2 separate regions of the Mus musculus genome follow, and region 2 is linked to region 1. The links are chromatin contacts, called in public promoter capture Hi-C maps. All regions are on one chromosome and are shown on one strand. The core of a region is the stretch at or near the end of the contact, and the rest is flanking DNA. Distances in the headings are between cores, read along the strand shown. Region 1 holds the start of AV064505 (expressed sequence AV064505). Region 2 has its middle 28 kb from the start of Birc3.

What was found. Promoter capture Hi-C pulls out the DNA fragments that hold promoters and counts their contacts.
Region 2: a promoter capture Hi-C map of neutrophils shows a contact between it and region 1, with 2.7 times the contacts expected there. The contact joins the enhancer-like site here to the promoter of AV064505 in region 1. A contact is called at or near these places in 23 of 39 promoter capture datasets (the 3T3-L1 cell line, 3T3-L1-derived adipocytes, the C10 cell line and 15 more), 3 of 15 datasets of contacts at CTCF or cohesin (the NIH/3T3 cell line, large pre-B cells and stem cell-derived epiblast-like cells), 12 of 484 Hi-C or Micro-C datasets (the AML12 cell line, the CH12 cell line, the HPC-7 cell line and 8 more), 1 of 115 datasets of contacts at active chromatin or transcription factors (embryonic basal ganglia) and 5 of 9 other capture datasets (adipose tissue, embryonic stem cells, liver and 2 more).

The regions. Positions count from the first base shown.
Region 1 is chr9:7,691,677-7,699,551 of GRCm38.p6, reverse strand. AV064505 (expressed sequence AV064505) reads left to right here and starts at 3,921. Exons shown (of 4, transcript NR_126562.1): 1 at 3,921-4,058. Mmp7 (matrix metallopeptidase 7) reads right to left here and starts at 7,462. Exons shown (of 6, transcript NM_010810.5): 1 at 7,310-7,462; 2 at 4,170-4,396; 3 at 3,936-4,084; 4 at 3,377-3,505; 5 at 1,803-1,964; 6 at 1-214. The coding sequence starts at 7,426. The coding sequence ends at 195.
Region 2 is chr9:7,896,895-7,904,769 of GRCm38.p6, reverse strand. No RefSeq gene overlaps it. Among named protein-coding and RNA genes, the nearest start is that of Birc3, 28 kb to the right of the region's middle. Within about 2 kb of position 2,844, at least 49 of the 459 cell types and tissues checked have an H3K27ac peak or open chromatin away from gene starts, as enhancers often do. A contact at or near this core is called in embryonic limb bud, where this site is marked.

The sequences.
Region 1 (7,875 bases), core at 2,672-5,171:
GCAACTTCATGTTACCTGAGATTAGTCAGAATCATTCCGTCAAGATGACCCTCAGAGGGATGTGCAAAACCCATCCACAGCACAAGGAAGAGGGAAACAGGTGCAGCTCAGGAAGGGCGTTTGTTCATGCCAGCTGAGGGATGCAATGGAGGACCCAGTGAGTGCAGACCGTTTCTGTGATCTGTCTGCATCTATCACAGCGTGTTCCTCTTTCCTGATAAGGAAGAAAAGAAGAACATTAAGGTGTATCATAAATCATACAAGAAATGTTCTCCATCTATACAAACACAGCCAATGTACCAGGTTCAATTCCTAGCATCAACCAAAAGAAAACCAACCCAAAACACCAAAACTCAGAACCCATCTGGATTAGCTAGATGTGGTATGTTGGGGCATATGCTTTTGATACCAGCAGCAGGAAAACAGCAAAGGACATCAGTGCACATTTAAGGCTAGCCTGGTCTACATAAAAAGCTCAGGACAGTCTTGTCTACAGAGAAAGCTCAGGACAGCAAGAATTACACAGACAGAACTTGCCTCAGAAACAATTATAATTTAGGACAAATTGCCTGAATATGTGTTCAGCACTCATATAAATCTAAAGTACAGCAAGCAGTACTGGTAATGCTGCACCGCTGCAATAGCCCCTTTGCAAACTGTTCTGGGAACACGCTGTAGGAACTGCTGATTCAGAGTGAATTCTGGGTTCCACAGATTTCCATTTATTTTCCTGTAGAAATAATTTTCCTGAGTACAGGTCTCTCTTTTGATCATTTGAAGACTATTATCTTTTGACACTGATCCTTGTTTTTATTTATGTGTGAAGTAGGTTTTTGGACAAGTTTGGTGAGTATGTAATTCTGGATTCTCAAGTCCATGCTGCTTTGAAATGGTGGAGATTCAGAAAGACGTAACAATTCTGCCCTGGCTTGGCACCATTGCTCCCTGGAAGTCACATAGCTCTGGGCTTTCTTTTCCTCATCTTTATCCAGGGACATGGGTTTTTATCATGCCTTTTCTTCTGTTCCCAAAATACTATTTCTAATGAGTTTTATCAAGCAAATACTGACACTTGCTGTTTGAAAACACTGATTTTGGAATTTGACGAAAACAAAAGGGAGACTGGGACACAACATTGGGAGGTTTCATGGGCAGTGGTTACTATGACAGTTGTGGCTGTCTGTGGGGCCCACTTCACTGCGTGTTTATAAAAACAGGGAAACTGGGCCACTTTTGACAATGTAGGGCAACTCCTTGGCAGTGGGCAGCTAAGAATAATGTCTGGGGTGGGGTTCTCTTAGTGGGTCTGGGTTGAGCAAAGAAGGATGATAACATCTCCATGTCAATGTGGACTCCTGAAGCTTACAGTATGAAATGTCAGCTGGTGAGATGGCCCAGTGAACAACGGCTTATTTGCCTGCCCGATGATCCACATGCAATCCCTGGGCATCATGCAACATGCAATCCCTGGGCGTCATGCAACAGACATAACTGACATGTGCCAATTGTCCTCTGATCCTACATATGTGTAGTACTTTGTTAGCTTACACACTCATGCATGCATACACACGAGTGTGTAGAAATCAATTAAAAATAAAATGAGTATCTCTTCATATGCTTAATATAAACATCCTCCAGGAGTGTGAGGCTGCCACTTCACCTCAGGATCTCACACAGGCGAATCTTGCATTCTGCTGTCCTAGTGCATAGGTTTTCAGTCCCCCTGTGGTTTTCCAGGCAAGTCCCTATTTTCTGGCATCTTTCAAGCCCGACAGTCTCTTTTTGAAAGCCATGATTATTACCATATAACTTCTGAATGCCTGCAATGTCGTCCTTTGTAAGACTGAAGTCTTCTGAGTAGTCTCTTTGATAGGTAGGGTACATCACAGTACCGGGAACAGAAGAGTGACTCAGACCCAGAGAGTGGCCAAATTCATGGGTGGCAGCAAACAGGAAGTTCACTCCTACAGACAGGGAAATGCATATGGTAAATATTAAAATAACTATATAAATGCCTGTAATAAATCTATCACATTATAATGCAAAAGACTACCTAGTCCCCAGGTTTCCTCAGTTATTGGTTACTTCCTTCAAAGGGAGGAGGCTGAAAGGAGAGTGCATTGTTTGCTTTTCCGTGGTGGGGACAAACGCCATGTCCTAAGCAACTGAAGGAAGAGTTTATTTTGGCTTATGTTGTCGGAGGGATGGAATCCATAATGTCAAAGAAGTTATGGCAACAGCTGGTGGCAGGAAAGCAATCTGTAGATCAATTTCATATATACACAAGGGGAGAGACTCAGAGAGTGGGGGAGGGAGGGGGAGGTACAGGGGGAGGGAGAGGAAGGAAGGGAGGGAGAGAGGAAGAGAGAGCGAGGGAGCATAAGGTAGGGTGCTATAACCCATCAAAGCCTGCCCTCCCCCAGCAAGATGTCACCTTCTAAAGGCTCCATAACCTTCCTAAACTGTGCCACCAACTGGGAACCAAGTGTGCAATTGCAGGCATTCATGGGGACATGTCACATTCAAATTAAAATAGAAATAAAAAGAACTTTGGTCCTTCAGTGAGTAACCTAAGGTTAAGAACATATACCCTAAACCAACCTCCCAGATAAGGAGCCAAAGGAGAACAGAAAAAGTGTCTACAGTAGTTCTTTATGAAACCAGAATTCAGGGAAAGAATTATATGCTTTTCTGGAAGGCGAAGTGGGGTGTTGAGGAGGTGGTGTTGGGGAGGGGTGGGGAGGGTGGGGGAGGGGACAGAATGCACTGGGGACTGACCCAGTTACTTCAAATCTCTGTGTTGAAGCTTCTGTGGAGAAGTTCTGACCAGAGCATTTTTGGGAGCCTTGGGTGTGAGAACTATGTCCATCTCCTTGGGTTACCAAGGAAGACATAATTAAATTCACTGCATATGGTTAGTGTTGGCTTTAATTTTGTAGTCAGTTAGAAGCTGTTCTTTGTGGCCTCAAGTTCTGAGATAGTTAATGAGTTTAACTTTGATCTTTATGTTAGCTTTGGGCTAGGTAGGGGCAGCTAACTGCTTTGACTGCTCTTCTGGTTCATATCCTATCTTATCTTATCTCATCCCATTCCATCTCTCACCCCATCTTATCTTATCTTATTTATTTATTTTTATTTAATCTGTGCCTATATGTATACTTGTGCCACAGTACAAATATGGAGGTCAGAGGACAACCTGTGACAGTCAGTTCTTTCCTATCAAGTAGGTCTCTACATATACCACACACAAATTAAAAAAAGAAAATATTAAATGAGATAAAACATTTAACACATCTAGTATATTACTTGACATTTAAGGGGCCTCTAATGATTATAATTAAAGCAATGATCATAGAAGAGACATAGGATACTGTACCTGCGTCCTCACCATCAGTCCAGTACTCATCCTTGTCAAAGTGAGCATCTCCGCCTAGGCCTGGCCCAGGTGCGAAGGCATGACCTAGAGTGTTCCCTGGCCCATCAAAGGGGAAGCTGTCTCCATGATCTGCAAAAGCACACAGTAATTACTATCAGTGTCTAGGTTTTTCTTGGCCTTCTACTCTCTCCATAATCATGTGATTATGAATATTGGAGAAAGAAGCCAGTTCAATTGGTTGACCCTCTTGGTACCAATAGTCAGTTTAACACAGAGAATGAGCTGGCTGTGGATCTGGTCCAGGCATCTGGCTTTTATTAGATCCTCTGATTATCATTGTCGACCATTGTATACTGAAGGATCTTAAAACCGTATGTGTGTGTGTGTGTGCGTGTGCATGTGTGTGATACTGAAAATAGAAATCAAACCCTCTCCCATAAGTTAAACATATGTTTCACCAATAAAAGCTGACTTGAGTGCTCATGAAAGGACTTAAATTTTGAAAGGAGAACACTAATATAAACAGCACACAGGATTAGCCTGAAGGAGCCATTCTTACCTCTCCTTGCGAAGCCAATTATGATATCCGCAGTCCCCCAACTAACCCTCTTGAAGTTCAGTGGGATCTGCATACTCCACATTCTGAGAGCTTTTTTCACGATTTGATCCACTACGATCCGAGGTAAGTCTGAAGTATAGGATACAATTCTGAAGGCACACAAGAATTCAGTGTTTGCGTTCTCAGGAAAAGGGTTTTGTTGCCTCCACCAGAATGAGCTAAAATGAGCCTCACCTGTAGGTGACAATTCTGGAATGCCATTTTGGACTGTTTGGCATTAGTGAGTATTCTGCAACATCTGGCACTCCACACCTAGGTTTCTGCATTATTTCCATGATGTAGGGGGAGAGTTTTCCAGTCATGGGCAGGCCAAAGAACTTCTGCATTTCCTTGAGGTTGTCCACTAGACTATTGACCTTCTTTGTTTTAGAGTCATGAGGGTAAAATTTTCTAAGATAATTCTGGTAGACAGAGAACAAAAAAATCTTTTATTTGAAAATCTGCATCCCTTATACATGACGTTGTTATGGATTTAGATAGTAATTTGAAGACAGAATTGTTATGCAATTATGGAATAAAGCAAGTATTACTGGTGAGGGGAGATGGAATATTATGCTATTGCATAAGACGGAGAGAAAAATGTCATAGCATACTGTATTCTCCGTGCATACCTGGAGGATAAACACACTACCCACTTTCTAAAGCTTGCTCTTATTTTTAGAGTAGTTAGAAGTGTCAGTGTGTCTTCAGCAAGCACAAGAAAGGTTGGGGAAATGTCTTAGTCAGAGAAGAGCTTACCTCAAAAATCTGAGTTTGATTCCCAGAACCTATGTTAAAAATTGGGTGCTTCTGTAACTCCAATGCCAGGGAGGGAGAGACAGGAGGATCAATAAAGATGCCCAGTATCAAACTATGGCCTACACACAGACACACACATACAAACACACACACACTCACACATACACACACATACATGCACAAGCATGGACATACTTACAATATACAATATATATATATATACACACACACATGCATACACTATACATACATGTACACACATACACATGCACATACTCATACATGAACACACTTGCATACTCACACATATATACACATACACACAAACACATTCATACACATACTCACACACAGACTCACATATACATACAAACATAAACACATGTACACATATAAACACACATACATACACATATACATACATATACACAAACATGCATACAGCCACATATACACAAAACCACACATACATACACACTTATACACACATACATACAGAGAGACAGACAGACACACACACACACACACACACACACACACATAGAGAGAGAGAGAGAGAGAGAGAGTTTGTTAGACATAGTTAGACCCTATGGGGCGATGTGAGGTTCACTAGCCATACGAGAGCTGCTGCCATCTGGTTATTATTAATTCCATATGGAGAAGAAGTCAGGTGATTGTTAGTTTAAGTAGTCTGACTTAACAGTCCAGGAAGAGACCACATATCATACCATCCACAGGCTTCTTTGTTCAGGTTCACACACTGAGTCCGCAGCAGACCTGGTCTGGAGATACCTTATCTGTAGTCCCTTTTTCCTTTTTCCTCTTTCTCCCCATAGCCCATTTAGGAGGTGTCAGAATAAAACAGAACCCCAGATCTCCCCAAGCATAACTGGATCCCCAAGTATCCTGGGGTCTGGTAATGGGATGGGAGATCTTCAACCAGAATATGAAGAGGCAAGACAATTGACAACAGCAATTCACGCAGGCATTAAAGACCCTTCCTAGGGGCAGGCACACATTTACTGTCTCTGCCTCCCAAGTGCTGGGATTAAAGGTACACAACCATTGCCCAGCAACACATCTGCTTTATATGAAGACACACAGCTTAGAGAGGTGAAGCTGCAGAAAGAAATTGCCCCAGGTGTCTGTAATCCACTTCCAAGGAAGTTTCCCTAGGAAAAGTATACAGGCTAAAAGTGTGTGCAGTGGGAAGATTATTGAATGGCTTACCATCTGCTCAGTCATTTGCTGTCAGTATTAGAGCACCTGGCAGTGGCTATCTGTCTGAAAACCTCCCATGACTCTTCATTTTACCAAACCAAATTGACTAACACAATGTTCTCTTACCTGTTGCCATGGTGTTTCATTCAATACTACAAATTCTTATTACTCATAATAATCATGAACAAATTCTTTAAAACAAACAAACAAACAAACAAACAACAAACATTGTATCCCTCCTAGAGCTGTGGACTTCAATGAGACACTCTTTGGATGACACGTTTGCATTCTTTTCTACTCCTGGTTTTGATTTGAGATAGAACTTCCTCTGTAGCACAGGCTAGTCTGGAACTCATCATGTAGCTCAGGTTGGGCTCAAATACACAATGACCCTTCTTCTTTTAGACAATCTGTGTGCTAAGCAAAGGGCCTAAAAACCTTTGTAATAGCATCCTGGAGAAAACTGAATCAAAACTCTTAAAAATGCTATTTGGTAAGGTAGAAACCAGCTATAAGTCTGTGATTGACTCTCCTTTATCAATCTTTAAAAAAGTCAAACTGAGTGTGAAGTATAGCTCTATTTTTCTACTGCTTAAAGCTTATCAGTCATTATCCAATTTTACCAAATAACAATTTATCTGAAGAAGCCTGATTTCTGAGTTAGAAAAGCTTATCTTGATTTCTGTCTCTATTTTGGTAGCAAGAATGTGAGTCAAGGCGACTGAGCTCTATTCAGGCTAGCGCTAGTGATCAGATGACACACTCTATACTTCATTCCTATGGTCTGTAACCACTGCACATGTGAGCTTCTATCATCATGTTATGTTCTGCTGGTATAACCCCATGGGCTAGAACATAGATGTGTTTTAGCTTCTATTGCATATGCAAGAATGTTACACCTTCTCTCTGCACTTTCTGACTATAGGTCTCTTCACTGTGAGACTTCATCCTTAGACGTCCAGTTCAGTACAGTTCATGAAAATAATTGCAAGTTGCAATAAACAATAATAACACTTGCATTTCCTGAGCATGGATGAGATCTCAATACTGCATTAAGTATGTTATAATCTCTCCACTTGGTGGTATCATTATTATACTCTCCAGTTTCTGAATTGGAAAATCTAAGGCCAGAAATGAAATGACATGCTAGAGAGCAGATAAAGGAGCTGGCATTCAACGAGAGTTTAGGAAAGCTTGGATGGCTACTCACAGAAAGCATGCAGTGCTTCTCTAACCAGGAACATTCTGCCCAAGAATATTTACTGCCACGCAAGCACCGAAGGACAAATCATTCAAAACCACACGTGGAATATTGGCGGTGAGGCCAGAGAACCCCGAGTGAGAGAAGGATATACCTGAGCCTGTTCCCACTGATGTGCGCTCACATCTCCAGCTTCCTGGGACAGTGGCAGGGCCAGGTGGCCTGGCAGCAGACACACAAAGCAGAACAGGGTGAGCTGCATAGCTGCCATCAACAGGCGATTGTTCTCAGAGCTACTTTGATGTTTCCTGACAGGGGCTGGAGAAATTTATATGGCTTCTCAGCCCTGAATGTGGAAATAGGTGACTCATTTGCACACTTTCTTTCTTTTTTGAATTTAGCAACAATGAGGAAGTATTGTGTTTTTATATTGGCAGGAGGAACACATGGCATTTATCTTTTAGAGGACACCCCCCCCCCACCATGCTGAATCCACAAGAAAACTTTTCTTATTTATTGGATAAAATTACTACTCTTTCAAGTCTTATCAATGACAAAGTTTTGGATCTGTCATTGTATTCTGTATCTTACAAGGATTTTACTAAACATTTATAACATGTGGAACAGAGCATAAGTTACAGCCAGCATCACTGAGCAGGTGCCACAACACCACCAATGCCAAGAAAGAAGATGGCCGCACCAAGCTGATTTAAAGATGAA
Region 2 (7,875 bases), core at 1,595-4,094, 210 kb before region 1:
GATGACATCATGTCTGTTCTCAAACCTAACCTACACATGTATGTGTGATTTTATGTGACAACATATGATCTAGGAACCACAAATTTGAGAAAGTATTCTTCCTGAGACTGGCGTGATAATCTTAATCTGTTGTGTCCCTATCCTTTCAATAATCTTTCAGTTGTCCGCTACCCTCATGGCTAGGAGCTCAGTCTTGGCTGTGATCCAAGCTTTGTTTGGTTTTGGTTTTTGTCTTTTAAAAGGTTTTATTTTTATTACATTGCATCTTTTTGTGTGTGTGTGTGTGTGTGTGTGTGTGTGTGTGTGTGTGTGTGTGTATGTGTGTGGGTGTGTCCTGGCATGCATGTGGAGGACAACCTGAGGAAGTCAACTCTTTCTTCCCACCATGTGGTTTCTTCCAAGGATTGAACTCTGGTTCTCAGGCTGAGTTGCAAGCATCCTCTGAGACCTCTCACTGATCCACAACTCACTTTAAGACCTGGTTTGTTTTCATACAGACTCAAATACTTCCACGTAGTATTTTCTTTATGTGGAATTTCCTGAGAGATTCCTGATTAAAGCTAAGTGGGAACTGTTTTGGAAGTCTTCCTACTGCCAGAGAGCGGGGGTGGGGGTGGGGTGGGGGGTACTTGTCTCTCGGCTTCCTAAGCACTTTCATCATAGCTGAGAGTGCTGACTAATCCATGGGATTTTCATTATGAGAAACTCGAACCCTGTCCTGTCTGGTGACCCAGGCCTGTTACCTTAGCATTTGGGAGGTAGAAGCCGGAAGGACAGAGGTTCAGGATAATCCCCAGGTACATAGTGAATTGAAAGCCAGCCTGGATATGTGAAATCCTGTCTTAAAATATTATCAACAGCAACCACAGTTCCCTCTCTATTCTCTGGAGCTCACTCTAGAGTCTAGACAGAAACAGAAATCGGTAATTACAGAGAACTGTGAGGGACCCTTCTGTAGGCATGTTTAGGAGTTTGTGGTCCCAAGGACAAAAGAGTAGCTAAGCTGACTTAAGTAGGAGACCTGGAAGTAATAAATGGGGAGGGGGTATTTGAGTTGACTCATGAGAGACAACAGGAACCTCGTGGAATGTTCTAAGGGAGAGAGGCATTGCAGGTAGAAAGCAAAACCTCAGTGGCAGGGGCTGGAGCATTAAAAATGCAGAGGCTCCAGGGTGAGGTGTGAGTGATACAGCTGCAGACAGTGTGTCCAGCAGAGAAGCCCAATGAGCAGCTTAAGGAAGGCTGTGTCTGGGTTCATGGTTTGACCACACAGGCTGCCACTGCCAGGAAGGCAGTGTTGGAAGGGCCTCTTAGCTGTGGCAGCAAGGAGATAAGGCCACTTGCTCACATCTGGGTACATCAAGATCAAGCAGGAAGCAGGACCAAGCTATAAACATCAAAGTCAGGAGCCCAGAGATCCACTGCATTCCACATGGCCCTGACTCCAGAAGGATCCAGAGCCACGCAAAATATACCATCCCATGGAGATGATGGACAGGACGTGGGTGGATGCTTTGACCCTCAGCCACATCACTAGGTATGAAATGTCTACTTCATGTTGTACAAAGATCCAGGCATGGTGATGCCTGCCCGTAATTCTCATCCTTCAGAGATGGAGGCAGGGGAATTATCAAGACAGGAAATTTAGGGCCAGCCTACCTCTGAGAAGACTCTCAAACAAAACAAAATGATTTCTCTGTTATTCATATCACCCATGGCATCCACGATAAACATGAAACAGGTCTTTTGTTTTATATTTTAAATAATTTGCTAATTATCTATTTTTTTGTGGTGCTGAGGTAATCAAGCTCTGGGCCTTGTGTATGATAGGCAAGTGCTGTCCCACTGACCAACAGCCCAAGCCCTTAAGGGATATTTAAAATAGTTCTTGCCTTCTCCAATTGAGAAAATCTGGGAAATATCAAATAAGCCTGAAAGCTAAGTCTGTTAAAAAAAAAAAAAAGCTACAGGGCAACTTGCTACATCTTTGTACATCTTCTGGCGTTATTTTAATACAGAAACAAATGGAAATACACAAGAAAATGTACTAACACTGCCCGAATAGATAGAGTCCTACACGGTGAAGCTTAAGGTGCTGCCCCGGCGAGATTCCTTAGCTCATTTCGAGCCCCCTGGCAGCACTGCAATGAATCCTCCTAGATGACTTTTGGGAGGACAAATTGGATTTTTCCCTCTCAAACAATGAGTGGTTTCTTTTAAAGTAGGTGAAAGGTAAATGAGAGCGGAAGGGGGAGCCCAGGGTTTCACAGATGGAAGCTTTACAGTTTGCCAAGTACTTAACAGAGGGCTATGCTAACTTCAAAGGCTTGGGAAGTATAATGTAATGTGAGAAGCACCGACCCCAGAGGTCAGGCCTCTGGGCCAGCTCTCACTGCCCTTCCTACCACAGAGAGCACCACATACAGGTTCAAATCACGGTTTCCCTGAAGGGCAGTGAACGAAATGCAAGGAGAGCAAGTCCGGGATACCCCCTGGTTTTAAAGGACTTAGTTAATTTTATTTTTTGTGTGTGAATGTTTTCCTTTGTGTATTGGTGCATATCACATGAGTCACCGTGTGGGTGCTGGGAACTGAACCTAAGATTTCTACAAGAGCAGCTGGTGCTCTAACCACTGAGCAATCACTGGGCAATTGGTTGCATGTGCTGAGTGACATTTTGTAAGGGAGATTCTATTTACTCTGAACATAAAGAACACTTCCTGTCTCGGAAAAAACAAACAAACAAACAAACAAACAAACAAACCTCGCATTGTCCTTGGGTAAGAATTTTACACTTGGGTTGGAGAAATGGCTCAGCAGTTAAGAGCGCTGACTGCTCTTCTAGAGGGTCAGGTTCAATACCCAGCAATCACATGCTAGCTCACATGTCTGTAGCTCCAGTTTCAGGGCTCTGACACCCTCAGACACACATGCATGCAAAACACCAATGAACAGTTTTAAAAAGAAAGAAAGAAACATTTTACACTGAATCCCCTGTTTTGATGACAATTCTGTTTCTTGGTGAGCCTGAGAGTTTGTGATCTAGAGCGAGGGTGACACTTGCCGGCCAGTGGTGGCACAGGCCTCTAATCCCAGAACTTGGGAGGCAGAGACAGGCAGATTTCTAAGTTCGAGGCCAGCCTGGTCCAGCCAGGGCTACACAGAGAAACCCTGTCTGGAAAAACAAAACAAAACAAACAAACAAACAAACAAACAAAACGATGATGCTCTGATATGAGAAGAGATTTCTGTAGACTTGCTAGTTCTGAGTCAAGCACTTCGGCCTTTCTGCCTTCCATAGTGGGGCTTAAGCCAACACACACTGCCACGCACTTGTAAGGCCAGCACTCAGGAGGCTGAGGCAGGAGGGTAGAATTCCAGGCCATCTCGAGCTAAATCAGGAGCCTTTTTGTAAAAAACAACAATAAAAACCCAAGCTAATGGGAAGCTGGACGAACTCAGTTCAAACCTTCCCTCTGAGGATCCCTGTAGTTGCTGCTTTTTCGCCATAGACCTCAGGCATGGGTGTTTCCAAGGTACACCTTGTTTTATTTCACTCTTCTTAGAGAACGCTGTTTGTCTCAACCTGCCCGAATCTGGGGTAGAGGACAGGTTTGGCTGGAGTTTCTGGCTGAGAGCTCTGAATTCCAACACAGGCAAGCTGAGGCCTTTCCACCTGGGGACAGGAGCCTGTTTTTTCCTCTTACAAGAAGGAGGTGACGCTGGACGTGGTGGCGCATGCCTTTAATCCCAGCACTTGGGATGCAGAGACAGGCGGATTTCTGAGTTCAAGGACAGCCTGGTCTACAGAGTGAGTTCCAGGACAGCCAGGGCTATACAGAGAAACCCTGTCTCGAAAAACAAAAACAAAACAACAACAACAACAACAACAAAAAAAAACAAACAAAAAAAAAAGAAGGAGGTGAGGAGGTGACTTCCTGTGGGGAGGGGGTCGGGTGGGGGAAGGGTGTCTTTCTGGAAAGAAATGCTTTAGCCATCTGCTGCTTCCTGCATCTCAGATAAAACTTCATTTTAAAAAGATTAATTTTTCTTTTTTGAAACAGGGTCTTACTAGATAGCCCTGGTTGTACTTAAACTCACAATAAGCCTCCTGCCTGCAGCCGGGATTACAGGCCCAAAGCTTCATTCTTTTTTGTTCAAATGCAAATCAACACCATATAGCAGTAAAGGGCTCCCTGCTCCCTATCATTTCTATCATAGCTAGAACAAGGCTCTATTTATTTTGAACATAAGGAACTCTAACGTCTGGAGGTCTGGAGGTCTTGGTGGGAGACTGGAAAGAAAAGGTTGCTTTCAAAAGAGTAAAAGTGGGATAAATGAAGCCAGCCTGGCTTATACATCAGGACCCTGTTAAAAACAAAACAAAACAAAACAAAACAAAACAAAACAAACAGGAAAAAAACCAAAATAAAAAACAAAACCTCAACAAAAAAGAACAAAACAGCAAACCAAACCACAACTACCATCAGCATAACAAAACCCCAAATCACAAACCAAACACAAACACAGCCAGATATGGTGGTTCATGCTTGCAGTATAGCACTTGAGAGGCTGAGGCAGGAGGACTACATGTATTTGAGTTTCTTGATTTCGTAACAAGACCCTATTTCAAAACCTCAAAAGCTTAAAATGTAGTTCAGTAGTGATCGGTTTGCCTAGCATATGCAAGGCCCTGGGTTTGATCCCTGGCATTTCAAAAATGTACTTTAAAAAAGGTAGTGAGGCCGGGCGTGGTGGTACACGCCTTTAATCCCAGCACTCGGGAGGCAGAGGCAGGCGGATTTTTGAGTTCCATGCCAGCCTGGTCTACAGAGTGAGTTCCAGGACAGCCAGGGCTATACAGAGAAACCCTGTCTCTAAAAAACAAAATCAAAACCAAAAACCAACCAAACAAACAAACAAACAAAGGTAGTAAGGCTGGAGAGATGGCTCGGCGGTTTAGAGCACTGACTGCTCTTCCATAAAGGTCCTGAGTTCAAATCCCAGCAACCACATGGTGGCTCACAACCATCTGTAATGAGATCTGATGCCTCTTCTGGTGTTTCTGAAGACAGCTACAGTGTACTTATATTAACTAGGCATTGCGTGCCATTTAACTCCTCCTTCCCTTACGTTCCAAGTTTTGTTTTTTAGGGTCTCACTGTGTAGTTGTTGTTACCTAGAACTTGTAGCAGTCCTCCCTCTACCTCTTGAATACTGAGACAACAGGTGTATGCACCACCCCAGGAGAATATCTCTTCATTGACAGGGCTACATCATGTAGCAGTCATTTCTGAGTGCTTTCTCAACAAACAACTGTTAATCTTTAAATTAATATGAAAATCAACCTTAGAGACATATATGCTTGAGTTTTCCTGATGGTTTTGTTCTCCAGAAAGACATGCCTGTCTGTACATGCAAGCGCCCATGGAGGCCAGAAGAGGCTGTTGGATCCCCTGTTTGGTGCTAGGAACTCAACTGGGGTCATTTGCAAGAGCAGCCAGTGGTTTTCTTTTTTTTTTTTTTTTTTTCTTTTTCTTTCTTTCTTTTTTTTTTTTTTTTTTTTTTTTTTTTTGGTTTTTTAAGACAGGGTTTCTCTGTATAGCCCTGGCTGTCCTGGAACTCACTTTGTAGACCAGGCTGGCCTCAAACTCAGAAATCCACCTGCCTCTGCCTCCCAAGTGCTAGGATTAAAGGCGTGCACCACCACCGCCCAGCCACAGCCAGTGTGCTTGAACACCGAGCCATTTCTCCAACCTTCTTCCCCTACTCCATTTTTCTACCAAAAAGGAATTGCAAAGGAATGTGGGGAGAGGGTAGAATAGCAAACACAATTTGTGCTTCTCTAAAATGTTCTAGATGGCTGAAGGCCTGGAGTTGCTCTGAAAAGCTGCCATTCTGTAGGCAGGACCTCAGAGGACATCTGCCTCAGTGGAGACCAAGGCAGTGCAAACAGGCTTTCTCCAGGTCCTGTATCTGCCTTACTGAGGTCCAGAAAGAGAGTACCTACACTATGTCTGGAGATTGTCCTGATGACACAAGTTCTAATCTACATTATCTGAGAGGTTCAATGCCTACCGGAGCACATTGCCTTTCCTTCCTTGTGCACCAGTGGTGTGTGACCTTCACCCTCTGAGAACTTAAAGCCCCATTTCTTCCTAGGCAGTATATTAACTTCAGGTACCTAGCCCTTGCCTATGAGTTTGATATTTTCTATGTCTTCCATGCCATGTACGCTAATAAATCTCTTTATCTTTTATCCTGCAAGTCTACTGCTGATTTATTTGAGTAGATTTAGGTTTTGTTTTGGGTGGGTGGGGATGAGGCAGGGTAGGGAGAATAGTGTAGCAGGGCTTCAGTCCAGGCTCTGTGCATCAATATGCAGGCACACTCACAAAGCATACACGTTGTCACGGGGTGATGGCATAGGCAATTATTGAACGTTCAGAAGGAAAGATTTTGAACTTTTGGTCTATTTTTGTTTTTGTAAAAAAACAAAACAAAACAAAACAAAAAAACCAAAAACTCTAAAATATCTCCAGAGGTTTATTTTATTTTTCCTTGTATTCAATGGCAAAAAGCCCATGAGCATTAAACAGAAGCTTGGAGGAGGGTGTTGGGGTGGCACAGATAACCATGCTTGGAGGGGCCTACAAGCTGTCTTTCTTCAGAACTGCTTAGTGAATATGGAACTAGTTTGGTTCGTGCTTTTAATGGTCACAGTTGGAGGCTGCGGTAGGATGGTTAGGCAGGTTCTAGGCTATCCTGGGGTGCACAATGAGATCCTTTCTCAGTGAGCAAACAAGCAAGCAAGAGCAAACCATGGGTCAGTATGTTATGTCTTTCAAATGTGATGCACTTGAACTAGGCCAGTTGTTGAAGGGTGGAATCACTGTGAGACGTTTGCTATGTCCCTGTGGGGTGGAAATCTCACTGTCTGTGGTTTGTTGTTTGCTATAAAACAGGACCAGACACAGGCTGTACAGGTATAAAGGATGGGTGGATGGGTAAAGTTCATCGCCACTAGATGGCAGTGCTCACTTGGGCCTGTGCATCCGGATCCACTCTTGTTTTGGTAGCCCAACCCAAACTCCTTAAACACTGTGAGAGACTAGATGTAGCTGAGTTGGTAGAGTGCACACCTAACTTCTGAAAAGCAGTGGGTCAGAGCCCTAACCCTGTATAATCAGGTATGGTCATACACAATTCTTTTATGGTTGTTTGTTTCTTTTTTCTTTTCTTTTTATTTATTTATTTTTAATTTTTTTTAGATATTTTCTTTTTTCTTTTTTTTATTTTTTAAATCACTACATATTTTTTATTGGATATTTTCTTTATTTACATTTCAAATGTTATCCCCTTTTCTGGTTTCCCCTCTGAAAAACACTCTCCCCTTCCCACCCTTCCCCTGCTCACCAACCCACCCACTCTTGATTTCTGGCCCTGGCATTCCCCATCATTGGGGCATACAGTCTTCATAGGACAAAGGGCCTCTCCTCCCATTGATGGCTGACTAGGCCATCCTCTGCTGCATATGCAGCTGGAGCCATGAGTCTCACCATGTGTGCTCTTTGGTTGGTTGTTTAGTCCCTGGGAGCTTTGTGGGTACTGGCTACTTCATATTGTTGTTCTTCCTATGGGGCTGCAAACCCCTTCATCTCCTTGGATACTTACTCTAGCTCCTTCATTGGGGATCCTATGTCAGTCCAATGGATGGCTGTGAGCATCTACCTCTGTATTTGTGAGGCACTGGCAGAGCCTCTTAGGAGAGCGCTATATCTGGCTCCTGTCAGCAAGCAGTTGTTGGCATCCACAACAGTGTCTGGGTTTGGTGATTGTAAATGGGATGGATCCCCAGGTGAGTCAGTCTCTAGA